2 separate regions of the Anser cygnoides genome follow, and region 1 is linked to region 2. A link is a contact called in public Hi-C data. All regions are on one chromosome and are shown on one strand. Each heading gives the region's core, a stretch centred on a gene start, on an enhancer-like site or on the middle of the called end of the contact. The rest is flanking DNA. Distances are from core to core; before and after follow the strand shown.

Region 1 (6,720 bases), core at 659-3,158, 170 kb before region 2:
ACTTCTAACCAGGGGTCCGTCCTGCCAGGTGGGCCTGCCCTGGAAGCTCAGTGCTCCTTTGTCCTCAAGTCTAAACCAAGCAGGAATGACGTTTTGTTTTGTTTTGTTTTTCCCATGGCACTTGGCATTATAGGTTCTCTCTTTTCCAAAAATTGAGCAAACTTACCAGTGTCTAGGATGGCCCTGCCTTTGGCCAGTGTAGTGAAGCACAGCATTACACTGACCAAGAAGCTGGCATATTCCTGAGATTGTTCAGAGATGTTTTTGTGGGTAGAATGGCCTCAGTTTCCTATCATTTCACTGCCTAAGAATTTCCTCTGCCCTGACTTGCTTTCTCTCTCTTAGTAGCAAGAATGCTATCAGACTAAAAGCCAAAATAGAAATCTTAAAGTGCGTTGTATATCTAGTCATGGTGAGCAGAATTTGCTTTTCTTCCAAGCAGTTTGTTGACACAGACATTTTTTTTAAAGGCGTTACAAATGTCTTCACTCCTCACGTCTTACACTCTCGCATCTCTTTTCACATTGCTGTATCCAGATGGGCTTGGGCATAGGCGGAGTCCAGGACAGTCTGTTTCACATTCTTACTGGGTTTGGTGGGCTTTGCCATGTTATATGTCTCTTTTTTCCTTCTTTTTAAACAAGAAATCTCCTTTTATGCGTATTTGAGGAGCTAGAGCTGAGCTGCGAGGAGAAGCTCCATATCTGGGCAGGGAGCCCTGCTGACCAGGCAGCCCGGGCAGCCGGCACGGCTCCTGTTGTGGTTGGCCCCTGCACTGCGATGGGAATAAGGAGCTCAGAGCTCCCTGCGCTGCCTGGGGGGAGAGAAGCGTGCTGTCCCCCAAGCCAAGTACAGTGGCATTGCCGTGCTCCACGTCCTCGCGAGGGCAGATGCTGCCTGGAGGGGTCAGAGCTCGCAGGAGGAAATGCGAGAGGTGGTGGCTGAGTGCCCCGACCCGTGTGGAGGGGGCTCAGGTACATTTGGCAGGGTCTGTCCCTGCCATGGGGATGTCCCCCGAATTCACAGGGCCACCCACGCTGCCCTGCAGGCAGTGGTGGGGATGAGCTGCTGTCCCAGCCCCTTCCCCTACTGCTGCAGACCTGCACCTCCAAGGGCAGAGGAACCCGAGCCACCCCAGGAGCTGCACGTTGCCTTGTAAAGCTTCTGGATTTTCATATTTTCTTCATCCATTTCCTATAGCTCTAGACTTGCGGCTGCCATGCGCGGTGAGGAGCAGTGAGTCGTGCTATGGACACCTGCAAACAGAAGTTTCCAAAGAGATCTGGAGCTCCTGATGGTGAAGGCATCGGGGCTTGGCAAGAGCAATTGCACAAATGGGAGGGATGGTGGCTGGGTCTTCTCTGCAGGTCTGAATTTGTATGTGGTGGAAAATAAGGGCTGGGACTTCAGCTCCATCTTAAGGAAACAGATCCCCAGCCTTCAGTACGTAGCTCAGAGGTGGGGATTGCCCATTAATGCCCCAGGTTTGTTCTGCAGGTGAAACAGTGGCAGTTTCAGATGAGAGCTGAGATTTCAGTGTATCAAATCTGATCCACTTTGCTGTATGCATTTCAGCTGAGTAAATGTGTAACTGGTGAGACCGTAGTGAAAGTTCAAAAGCGCTTCCCCAGGGTGGTGTTTGCAGAGGAACTGTGCCAAGGTGGCAGGTGGGGAGGTGAAACCTGCATTTCAGCCCGTCTGATAAGCTTCACCAAGGCAGCGTCTGCTACAGGGCCGCATCAGAAGTGTTCTGATGTGAAAACTCAGAAAATCACAGGCTCCCAGTGGGAAGAGCCCCAGGACTGCTGGCCGGATGGCGTGGGGTGGTGCTGGCTGCTGCGACACCGCCTGCCTGCTGCTGCCCAGCATCACCGGGCTGCTGGCCGTGTTTGCACACCCGCACCGCCGTGTGCCCAAAGGGCCTCACGGGCGTTCATGTCGGCAGAAGAAGCCGTTAGCTGAACAGAAGTTTTTAACCCTTTTTGTGTGAGGTCCTCCAGACTTGTCCTTCCATGGCCAAGCTGGAGGCGGTCCATACACAGCGGCGTGGGGCACCTTGCTTCCTGGCTGGACTGTCCACAAGCCTTCAGGATGCACGGGCAGCGTTTGGAGCTGGAAGCTTTTGCAGCAGGGGCAGGTGTCCGAACACGAAACCCAGCAGCCTGCTGCAGAGGCCATCCACAAGCTGGGCAGCAGGGCTGGGGCGCAGGTCTCAGCTTCCCCAGGGACTGCGTGGGGCACTTAGTTAGCCCCAGCTACATGTGGAGCTGGCACGTGAAGCAGAGGTCTCATCTGGACAAGTAGAATAAATTACCAGGACAGGGGTCCATGAACCCTCAGGCAGTAAAGAAATACCGGGTTTACATCCCGGCATGAAGGCTGCAGGCAGGTGGCCACCCCCTGGATGGCTGAGCTCCCACCCTGATACCTGGGGACTCCAAGGCTTCGGGTTGTCTTGTTGGGTGGCTCCATGTGCTCTTGCTGCTGACGGTGCTTTTCGCTTTGCTTCCCCTCTGCATGGGCTATGTAATGACGCTTTTCCAAATCAGTTTATTTAATCCAGATGTTTGCTTTTTGAATAAACAAACATTCATAGTCCCATGTCTGTATCATAGTCCCTTGTCTGTACTCAGCTTCTGTCTGGTTCATTAAGATTAGAGTCGGTTTAAAAAAAAAAAAAAGGTAGATATGTAGCACACAGTTCCAGAACTGACAAGATTTAAAGCGGTCTGTGTGTCAGAAATGTAAATGTGTGTCTGTTCTGGAGAGCTGGGTCAGAGCTGAAGAATCAAAAGCATCCTATTTTCTGCATGCTAGAGGCAGGGGGAATGTGTGTGCATGCACTCAAGTGCATGTTAAGACCATTTAGAAATGTATTTTTATGAATTCCCAGGATGAGAGGTCTGTCCTTTCAATGGTCTTCCGAATGTCTGGAAAGACTAAAGGTGAAATCTGAAGTGAAAACTAAAGGTGAAGTCAGAGGCACAACTGAAATAGCAGGCCCTTGGACAAAGGGAGCAGGAACGGACCATTTTGTACCGATGGGGATGGGTTTCTCAAGGATGAGCAGTCTAGTGGGAAGATGAAAAAAATGGGAGCTGGGGCAGGAGGAGCAAAGCAAGCACTGCTTGAAGTAGCGCATGGTCGTGTGGCAGGACGAGCGCAGCTCGGAAACACACGTGGGTGAATTAAGATTGCGCAGGCAGCACCACCCTGCTCGAGCACTGGGAGCCTCTGCAGCCCTAGCTGTGTTGGGAAGGACTCCGCCTGGGCGCACACCGATGCCTGGTCGATGCCTGGAACAAGCTGCTACTTCTAGAAGAATAAGTGTACACAGACTGCATGCATGGGAGCAAACAAAAAGGACATGGTAGTGCATGGGAGCAAACAAAAAGGACATGGTAGTGCAAGATTTGTATGCATTAAGCCTTAAAGAAAAACGAGCTTCAAAGTGGTCAGAAAATTGCAGGAGGCTGGCATTTTACAATGCCTCCCAAGGACTGGGAGTACTGGGTGTGCTGGCGTGGGTGGCAGAGCAGAGAGCTGGCTGCAGCTTTGCTTGCAGACAGTAACCCTGTGGAGCTGCCACCACTAGTGGAGTTGTTTTCCTTAAGCCCATTTTTACAGGGAACAAAGGTGTCTTTCAGACAGGAGTCTACGAGTTCCTGTAAAAACAGCCAGGCTGACAAGCCCAGCGCCCGCCGTGGCCCTCCTCCCCGATGCTTCCTGCAGCCCTCGCTTCTTGGCTCCCGCCGTACCCTCCTGCATTCCTCACATTCACAAAGCCATGTTCAATAAGTCTGCGGCACAGACACTCAAACAAGTTTATTCTCAGCGTTATTGGCTCCTGCTGTGACTCCTTGCACTTGCCTGCCTGCTGCTGGGAGGCTGTCAGGGCTGTCTGTGCGGCAGTGAGCACCCACGTACGTAGCTGCTGCGAGCGCAGCACAACCGCGGCGCGTCTTCCCCTCCCGCTGCCTTTCCTCCCGCAGCCCTTCCCTGCTGCATTTCCTCTTCACCATGGAAAGCACCCATAAAGCCCAGCACCCGAGATGAGGGAATGTGTCACTCCCCAGATATATCTGAGTGCCTGTGGGACAGACAGAGGAGGTGCAGGCTGCGCTGCAGCTGGCAGCCTCAGGTCACGGCAGCGTGCCTCCGCGCCTCGCCGCAACCTCGCTGCACCGCGGCGCTCCTCGGCCGGGGCTCTGCTGCTGTGGCGCCGGGGTGGGCGTTCTGGGCCGTCAGGTCCTCTGGTAGCTTGCACCAGGCTATCTGCTTCTGGCTTTAGTGGCGTGCCATGAAATCTCTCTGGCTTGCACAGATGCATATGTGCTGTATATGAGTTGACTGCAAATAATATTTTAGTAAGACCACAAGGGTGGCTGCCCAGCACCGTGTGCATGCTAGATGTGCCAGCTCAAACCCACCTTCCTCACAGTGTTCCAGGCCAGTTATGGCTCTGGCATGTGGCCTTCTCTCGATTTGAGGTAAAAAACTTCAACCCGACCATCCCTGTGGAATCCCATAGCCAGCCTGCATGGACAGGGATCAGACAGCATCTGGGAGATTTGGGGCATCACGGCGTGTAAGGCGTGGCCAAAGAATTCAGCATCTGAAGGACCGAGTGCAGGGCTAGCGCTCAAGCCCTGGATGCTCTTTGAGAAGCAAACCTTTCCAACTGGTGTTCTGCTCTTTTCCAGATGTCCGTGAGCCAGCAGCAGTCGGGAAGAGGTGTGCCATGCTTACGCTGCAGAGGGACGTGCACAGGCTTCGAGCCACATTCTTGGAGGTAATGTCTCTGCTGGGATGGGCCCTACCTCTGAGGCTGTCCTTTTGGGTCCTGTTGATGTTGTATCGGTGGCTTTGAGGGCAAAGAAAAGCTGCAAAGTCCTTGGGCAGTGCTGGGATGGTGCAGGGAGGACACACTGTCTTGCTTGGACAAGCGCTGGGTGGAAACCACGCTTGTGCTCCCTGCTCTCTGTCCCCCTTCCTTCACTGAAACTGCTGTTTTATTTTGATTTGGTTCGTGACTACTTCTTTAATTGATGCAATTAGAGGATGGTTTGAATCATACTTGTTGCAAGACCCTGCTGAAATACTTCAGGTTGCATCAGAGTTGGTCTGTCCTTTTAAAGCTTGATGGGAAAGTTGTCCAGCAGAGAATGGTCTTACAGACCCATACAGACCCATCTCTGTTCTATAGCCATTGTAATTAAGACTGTAGAATACCCTGAGCTGGGAGGGAGATCCCCAAAGGTCATCAAGTCCATCTCCTTAAAATGGTGGACGCGTGGCTATCAGTTCCCCTTCCAGTGGTCACCTTTATAAAGGCGTGTAAAGCCTCGTAGCAGGCGAGGTTTGTGCTCTGCAGTGGGAGGCTGGGAGCTCTGGTGGTGCCTTCGCGGGACAGCGCCAAGGCTGGCAGCGCTCTGCTCCAGCCCCGCGGCTCGCGCCAGGGAAGCCTTTCGGCCTATGTCACCAGCCCAGTTTGCATTTACCCTTTTAGCGTGGCTGGATCTCGGTGGCAGAGCCTTTGAAAAAGCGCGTGCCTCCTGCCACCACAGTGTATCAAAAGGACGATCTCGCTTGTCGCTCGCAGGAAAATATGCAAGTCATGCAAATGCAGCCAGGAGGATCACAGCCTGAGCTCCGACTTGGAGGATGACCGGAAAATTGGCCGCCTGCTGACGGATTCAAAGTACGCCACGCTCACTGCCCGGGTGAAAGGAGGGGACGGCGTTCGCATTTACAAAAGGAACCGCATGATCATCACCAACCCCATCGTGTCGCGGAAAGACCCCACCTTTGACACCATCACGTATGAGTGGGCTCCGCCGGGGCTCACCCAGAAGCTGGTAAGGGAATACAGCTCAGCTTTGGAATAAAGGTACCATGAAAAATAGCAAAGCAGGTGGTTTGCCTCACAGAGCAAAACTGAACGTAATATTTAGTATTTTGGAAAGCCACATAAATATCCAAAGCAGGTAGAAGAGAGGAATGGGTTGACTTTGGGTTTGTGTAGGCTTGCTTACATTTCTAATAGAAGTCGGTGCATGTTTTACAACAGGAAGGCTCGCTCCTTTGGTAACATTCACGTCCAACGAAACACTGCTGAGGAGAGATCCCATCTGGGCCATCCTGCATGCAGCCCACAGAGGCATTGCCAGGCTCAGAGAGCCCAGAGGGGTGTGGAAGCAAGTCCTGCAGGCCCTTTTGGGGTGTTGTGAGCCCTGCACAGCCAAGTCTGGGCTGGGGTTTGATCGTCCCTAAACATGCCCCAAGGAGGCTGCCAAAGAGGGAGACGGCTGTGAAAGCTGTGGGACACGCACGAGGATGGTGGAGCTGCGCTGGCCACACGTTGAGCCTAGAGACCTGTTCCGTCTACGTCCAGCTCTGTAAATTACTCTGTTATGAAAACGGGCTTTCATGATAAGGCAGAAATAGCTGTCCTCTGTATAGCAGTGGTTCTCTGCACGCTGAGGTTATCGGTAATGTTGGACTTGTGATAGGCCCGGCACCTCCGCTTCGTTAGGCAGGAGCGTAGGCGGCTCTCCCTGTGCCTCCACGCAGCAGACGGGCCTGGCCCCTGCCCCAAGCACAGCGCCGCTGCCGCTCGGGCACTGGGCCCACAGCCGCGGAAACGCCGTCATGGAGCCGGGGCGTAGCAGCCGGTGCGTCTGCAGCATTCGCTTCCTGGCTTAACTTTTTGTATTGCTG
Region 2 (6,088 bases), core at 2,556-5,055:
AGCGTGGAATGAAATGTGCTTACATTGTTGTAAAAGACCCTGCTCAATCTTTTTAATTTAAGGAAAGCAAAGCCAAAAAAAAAAAAAAAAGAAGTAAATACATAAATAGCAAAACCCAAGGTTGATGTATCTTACCGTGAACTTGAGATGCTTTGTCCTCAGCACACAGCAAATGAGTTCCCGTAAGTGCTTTTCACCCAGGGAAGAAAATACTGGTTGGTGGCAATACCGGCCGGGTTCAAGGCTGGTGAGAAAGCAGGAGAACAAATTTTGTGGCGGTAGAAGCTCATCAGAGAAGAACTCCACATGAAAGAGGCTGGGAACCATTTCTAGTTAACAGCATTAGCAGCAGCGGCAAAGGGCATGAAATGCACAAGCTTAGAAGGGCCTCGAGCTCTGCAGAAAGTCCCACACGGGTCATTCCTGCGAGAGAAGGGACTTTGCACAATGGCACAGGACGAGCAATTTGCACAGCAGCACGGAGCTGCCACGCTAGGGCTCCACTGGCGGGGGCTCCCAGGGCAGTCAGCCTTTCTGCCAGCTGCAGGGGTGGCAAAGGGCTCCCAGCCGTCGTGATTTGCCCCCTCACTGGTCGTGCTGCACTCACAGAGGCAGCGGTGCAGGCTGGAAACTGCCACCCTGCCTGCAGCATCCCCGCAGCACACGGGGAAACTCGGGACGCTGCCCCAGGGACGACCTTCCCAGCAGCGATACCGGCTGCCAGACGTCCTGGAAAGGCATCTCCTGCCTGGAGAACAAAGCCTTCAGCTACAGCTGACCGCTGGGGGTGCAGCCGGGGAGAGGCGACTGTCCAAAAAGCTGCTCCCGGGCGCACACCCGCAGATGAAGCGCAGGCACCTCCACGTGGACCTGCCCTGGCCACACGCCCATGGGAGGCAGGGATGTGCCCTGGCAGGACACCGCAGGGCTTCCGATTTGCCAATGATTTCATTCACTGCTGGCACTCCTTTTTTTCTTTTAACACGGTCATTTCTCAAATGTGGACCTCCTTCATTTAAGCAAGCGCTATATTAAATTCCTTCTGAAATGAATAGAAGGCTTGTAATGAGATAATATATTAGACCAAAAATTACAAGCCTTTTCATGAAATGTTTACAGCCTTTAACCACTGATTAAATAGCTTGATTGTTCCCATATTGCAAGCTTGGCGAAGGGAATATTGACCAAACAAGCTTCCTGGCGTGGCAGAGACAGAGAAGGGGCTGTTCTGCTGGCTAAGCTAATGCTGCGGCCCATTCTTGTGATTGATCCGATGTTGTCTAAATGGTGTAATTAAGCTTTCAATTAATGGGGCAGAATGGAAAGTTAGACTTTGTGAATGCTAATTATTTGCTTCCTTGCAATGCCTGTCAGGGAACAGTGCTGTCCTACATGTTTAGCGCGGTTGGGTTGGGTATGGCAGCCTGACCAAAAGTCCCTCCGTTCTGCAGGCTGCACCCCAGCGATCTGCACAGTGACGCCGGGCAGCCCGGCATCTTTTGGCACTCACAGCAGTGCCGCGCTGCATCCCGAGCCAGGCAGGGCAGCAGAAGAAGGGTGCTGGCTTGGGCTGCAGCAACCTTTGCCTTGCACCAGGAAGCGAGTAGGACCGCCGGAGGTTAGAGGCGTGATGCTGACATGGGGTGTTCTGCCTCCCCATCATTTCCATGGAGCACTGTGACCTGGGCAGGTTAGAGTACTGTGAGCAAACTGAAGAATCCCCGGAGAGCAGCCATACACAGCCTGGTCTGAAGCACGCAGCATTGGGGCCGTTTTGCACAATGAGGCACTTTATAAAGGAGATGGCATTGCAAAGCAAGATGTTTTATGGCTGCTTTTACAAAATCCAATTTAAACTGCAATTCATCTTTCGTGGCAGTTTACAAATCGATGGGTGACATTTCGAACCGACACTGCACGACACTTGTGCACTCCAGCCCCTTTCCTCTCCTCTGCGTTTCCGTGCGGCCCTTGCCAGCCAGGAGCCGGAGCTGCAGGCGGTGCGGGCACCTCGGGCATCCCTGCCAGCCCCAGCACCTCCTGCCCCCAGCCAGCCTCAGCGCGCTGCCCCCGACCTGCTGTAATGCCGGATCATTGCTTGGAGAGCAACGGGCAAGTTACACCTTTGGATTACGATCCATACCGCAGGCCGTTCACATCAACCACGAACAAGTGAATCCCTTCTCTGCACGGGACACAAAGGCCTAAACTCTGGGGAAGCTCCTTTTAATCATACCTTGCCTCTTCCTCGCAAGAGGAACAAAAAAATTAAACCATATGCAGCGATGAATTCCCCCTTTCTCAGCCCTTGTTGAGCAGGAACAGCAGTGTGTCCATGCCCAGACCGAGCTAACCGGGTTACCAGGGAGGTGGGGGAGCAGACACCCGGGCAGGGCTCGGGAAAGGTCAGGAGCTGCAGCGATCGATGCGCCTCTCGCGGGGCTCGCTCCTGCGCCCACCGCAGGCTGTCCACGGGCTGCTGCGAGAGAGCTCGGGCAGCTTGCTCGGCTGCTGCGGGGACACACAGCGCCCTTCCTTCCCGAGCAACTATGCGGGGACATCCTTCTCACGTGTGGAAGCGAGCATTACAGTAGACCTGTGGGCAGCAGCACACGATGAAGGGGTGAAAGCCGCGTGGCTGGCAGCACGGACACACTGCGGGGGACGCAGACGGGGCTGGAGGCAGGGCTGTGCTCCCCGCTCGGGTGCCTTTGCTGCTCCCCGAGGGAGAGATCCGGCACAGCTCCACCTCGGCCAGGCTTGATCTTGATTTCACAGTGGGTAGAGTATCAAATTGTCGTTGAGCAGGGGATGCTTAGTCAGCCTTGAAATGTTTGTTTGCTATTTTTTATGAGCACTTATAAAGCACTTGGCAGTCGAGTCTGATTCAGAGGTGCTATTTTTTTCTTCCTGCCGTTGACTAACAGCCTCCAGTTTAATGACAATTCCCACCACCATTTCCCTGGCAAGCAAATTGCACCAGCTCGGGTGGAGCACTGCAGAGAGTTTTGGTCAGTGCATTTCAAGCCCAAAGACATCAGGGGAGCGCCTTTCATTAGTCGCAGTGTTCACTGCCCATGTGTCAAAAGATACCTTATCCCCCTGGACAGAGGTTATACTGGCAGGTAGCACCACGCTGAGCTGCATTCAGCTCCATTTCACTGCTGTTTATCCACGCCACAGGTCCAAGAATATCTGGTCATTTCACACAGAAATGCCTCGAAAGCATAAACGAAATCCTTTCTTTTATGTAACTGTTCGTCTCCTTCAGTGGGATTGGGCCAGTGTAAATCAGTGGAAAAAATGTTACAGCTCTAAAGAGCTGCGTGGAAACTTCCATTGCAAAGCCGCTAGAGTTAGCATCTGGAGCAGCCAGAAATAATATTTAAACTTTCTCTTGAACTGTTAGGAGATAGACACAGTGAGTAAAATCACTCCAGGCATTTCGTAATAAACCAATGCTGATCTAACTGGATCGGGCCAAAGGGCAGCGTGAAATGCCAGTGGCTGTGGAACAGACAGCTCGGGGAGAGAGCTGGCAGCACATTAACCCGTCGCAGCTCTGACCGCAGAGACTGGTGTGAATTCAAATAACAGACGAGCTAGGAACGAGCCCTTGCTGACTTTGGTCTTCTGCCGCAGCAGATGCCCGTTGACGTTAGCGAGCCGTTGTCTGAGCACACACAGTCACCTCCCCTTAGACACTGATTCTGATCCAATAATTGTTATGAAAATCACAAGTAATCTCACTAGCTCCAAGTTACTGCAGTACAACAACTGTAGAACTGATAAGCTGCGTACAGAGCTAGACCCGATGGTAGGTCCTTTTTTCGTTCTCAGTTGATCATCTCCAGCAGCTCATTGCTTTACCAGCTTTTTGAGAGCATAATTTTGGCTGCTTAGTTCCCAGCCTAGGTGCAAGTCCTTCCTCTCCCCCCCCCCAAAAAAAAGAGCTGAACAAAAATAATTTAGCTACTTATAGAAAAGCAAGGATTGCTGCATGCTTTTGAGAAATAGTACTAGCAGAAAGACCTTACAATTAGCATCCAAACACCAGGAAAGGCAGAGCTAAGACCCTTTGTTTCTCAGCATGAGCTTACTTAACTTTCCAGTACTAAATTTCTTTCAGTGATTTCCTAGGAACTGTTACATGTCCCTGTGTGCGCATAACGCTCAGTGCTCTGTATTCAACCCCAGCAAGAGCTGCAATTAAGGTAACAGACAGTAGCTATCAAACAGGAAAAAACATTTTGCACGCTCATGCAGAGGAAAAATGGGCAAAATAAATAAATAAAATACGAAGATAAAAACATCTATATGTTAATTGAAGTGTTTCTCAGTTGACATTTCAGCTTTCCTGCATAGATTTAGCCTTTTTCAGCTGAAGGACTTGGCACGAGCACAGTTTGGATACAAATTATTCCTTGCCTCTGGTCTCATGCATCTGTTGATAAGCCACTGAAATGCTCATCACTGGGACTTTCTCCTTTTGCTGAAGACTATGCTTTGTTCATTCTGCTGCTGTCTTTCTTACTGCATCAACACCTTCCTGTTCCTGAATACTAAGCCCTTCTCAGCGTTCGCAGTGCTGGGGCAGCACAGCTCTCCCTGGTCCATCCCCAGTGCCTGGGGGCGAGCACACCCACCCGGCCATGGGCAAGAGCTCCCTGCTCTGGCACCAAGAGCAGCACCAGACCAAGGAAACAAAACGTTCAGTGGTGCATTAGGCAGCAACTGGGAGAGGAGAGTGGTGCCAAGGGTCAGGTTTACTGAAATTCATGTAAATTCCTGGGGTAAAATCCATGGAAACCTCTCTCTACCACACAGCTACGTTTTGCCTACTTAGAGCAGCCACCAAGCACCCACGCCGCCTTGCGAACGCAGCAGATCTCGTAGCAGAGCAGAGCAGCGGCTCACCTACCTCTGTCTTACAGTAACCTAAATGCAGTGTTCCAGAGGAAGACAAGAAAATGTCCCAAATGCTGTGTGGGATTAACATACCAGAAGGGGAGACCTCCACTTCCAAAATCTTCACTTCTTGGACGGTTCAAAACTTCTGCAGTTGGGTGTTGATCGTGTCTGAGCAGTGGTTCTGCGTACTGAAGGACTTTCTCCAACTTCATTCACACACCTGGAAACAGATGTAGCAGAAGTCAGGAAATTCATTCAAAGCAATTTCAGTGTTTAAAAGAACAATAAAGAAACAGCAGCCACACACAGCAGCAAGCGGGGGCTGTTGCAGAAGAAGCGGCCCAGACACTTTTCCCCTCCCCTGCTCCGCAGCAGCAGGAAGGAGGTGGCCGTGAGGCCACTTTCCGCGTGGATAAGTCATCAATCCCCAACCTGCTGCTGCTCCATCACACGTTTGATTATTTTCCCACCATTGATTACTAAGAAGTGCAAGACGGTGACTATCTTTTCACTGGGCTCCTACCCCCTGAAGCACTCTCTGACTTTAATTAGGAATACAATTTTCCCCATGAAGAGCACAGCTCATTATGGACTTTCTGCCTGGATTTCCCCGAGGACATGAATCCCTCGTGCCCCTCCTGACAGCCCACGTCACCACCAGCGGTGATTTGTCGCCGGCAAGCCCGCTAGTTAGTAAACAGCAGCGGTCCCCAGCGCTTCCAGCATCGTCTCGCCAAGATGCTGATGAGTCTCCAGCAGCTACTGAAGATATATTTCCCTGAATCCCAGCTTTGCTTACTGTGCCTCAGCAAAGGCTCTCGCTGCTCCTAATGCAGCTGTATATGTCATCTACAATGCATTTATCTCTTCATTTTACTGTGTTAACTGCTGCTCATCAAATAAAGGGGTTGTAAAATAGCTAGAACACAAGAACTATGAGCAGGCAATTTTGGCTCCCAGTCAACTTAGCCTTTCTCTGCCCAGATTTATATATTAGCAGTGAAACTGAACACGGAGAAAAAGAGCCATTTATAACCAGAGCACCTGCAGAAAAAACAGCTCAGGCCACTTTGTGGTACTTGCAGCGAACACGCGAGCTGCTTTTTGGGATGACGATAAATAAATGTCAGTAACTCAGCCTGCACAGAAAACTTCCTGCACGTGGCAGATCTAAGAG

The links. Hi-C and Micro-C count contacts between places; a contact is called where the count stands out from the background.
Region 1: a Hi-C map of liver shows a contact between it and region 2, with 4 times the contacts expected there. The contact joins two enhancer-like sites. A contact is called at or near these places in 2 of 7 Hi-C or Micro-C datasets (both in liver).

What each region holds. Positions count from the first base shown.
Region 1 is chr10:3,123,424-3,130,143 of Taihu_goose_T2T_genome, reverse strand. It overlaps LMCD1 (LIM and cysteine rich domains 1), which reads left to right. Exons shown (of 6, transcript XM_067002973.1): 2 at 4,704-4,792; 3 at 5,603-5,858. Among named protein-coding and RNA genes, the nearest start is that of LMCD1, 13 kb to the left of the region's middle. Within about 2 kb of position 1,908, at least 2 of the 3 cell types and tissues checked have open chromatin away from gene starts, as enhancers often do. A contact at or near this core is called in liver, where this site is marked.
Region 2 is chr10:2,957,023-2,963,110 of Taihu_goose_T2T_genome, reverse strand. RAD18 (RAD18 E3 ubiquitin protein ligase) reads right to left here. Exons shown (of 15, transcript XM_067003133.1): 2 at 5,002-5,131; 3 at 136-244. The coding sequence starts at 5,123. Among named protein-coding and RNA genes, the nearest start is that of RAD18, 11 kb to the right of the region's middle. Within about 2 kb of position 3,805, at least 2 of the 3 cell types and tissues checked have open chromatin away from gene starts, as enhancers often do. A contact at or near this core is called in liver, where this site is marked.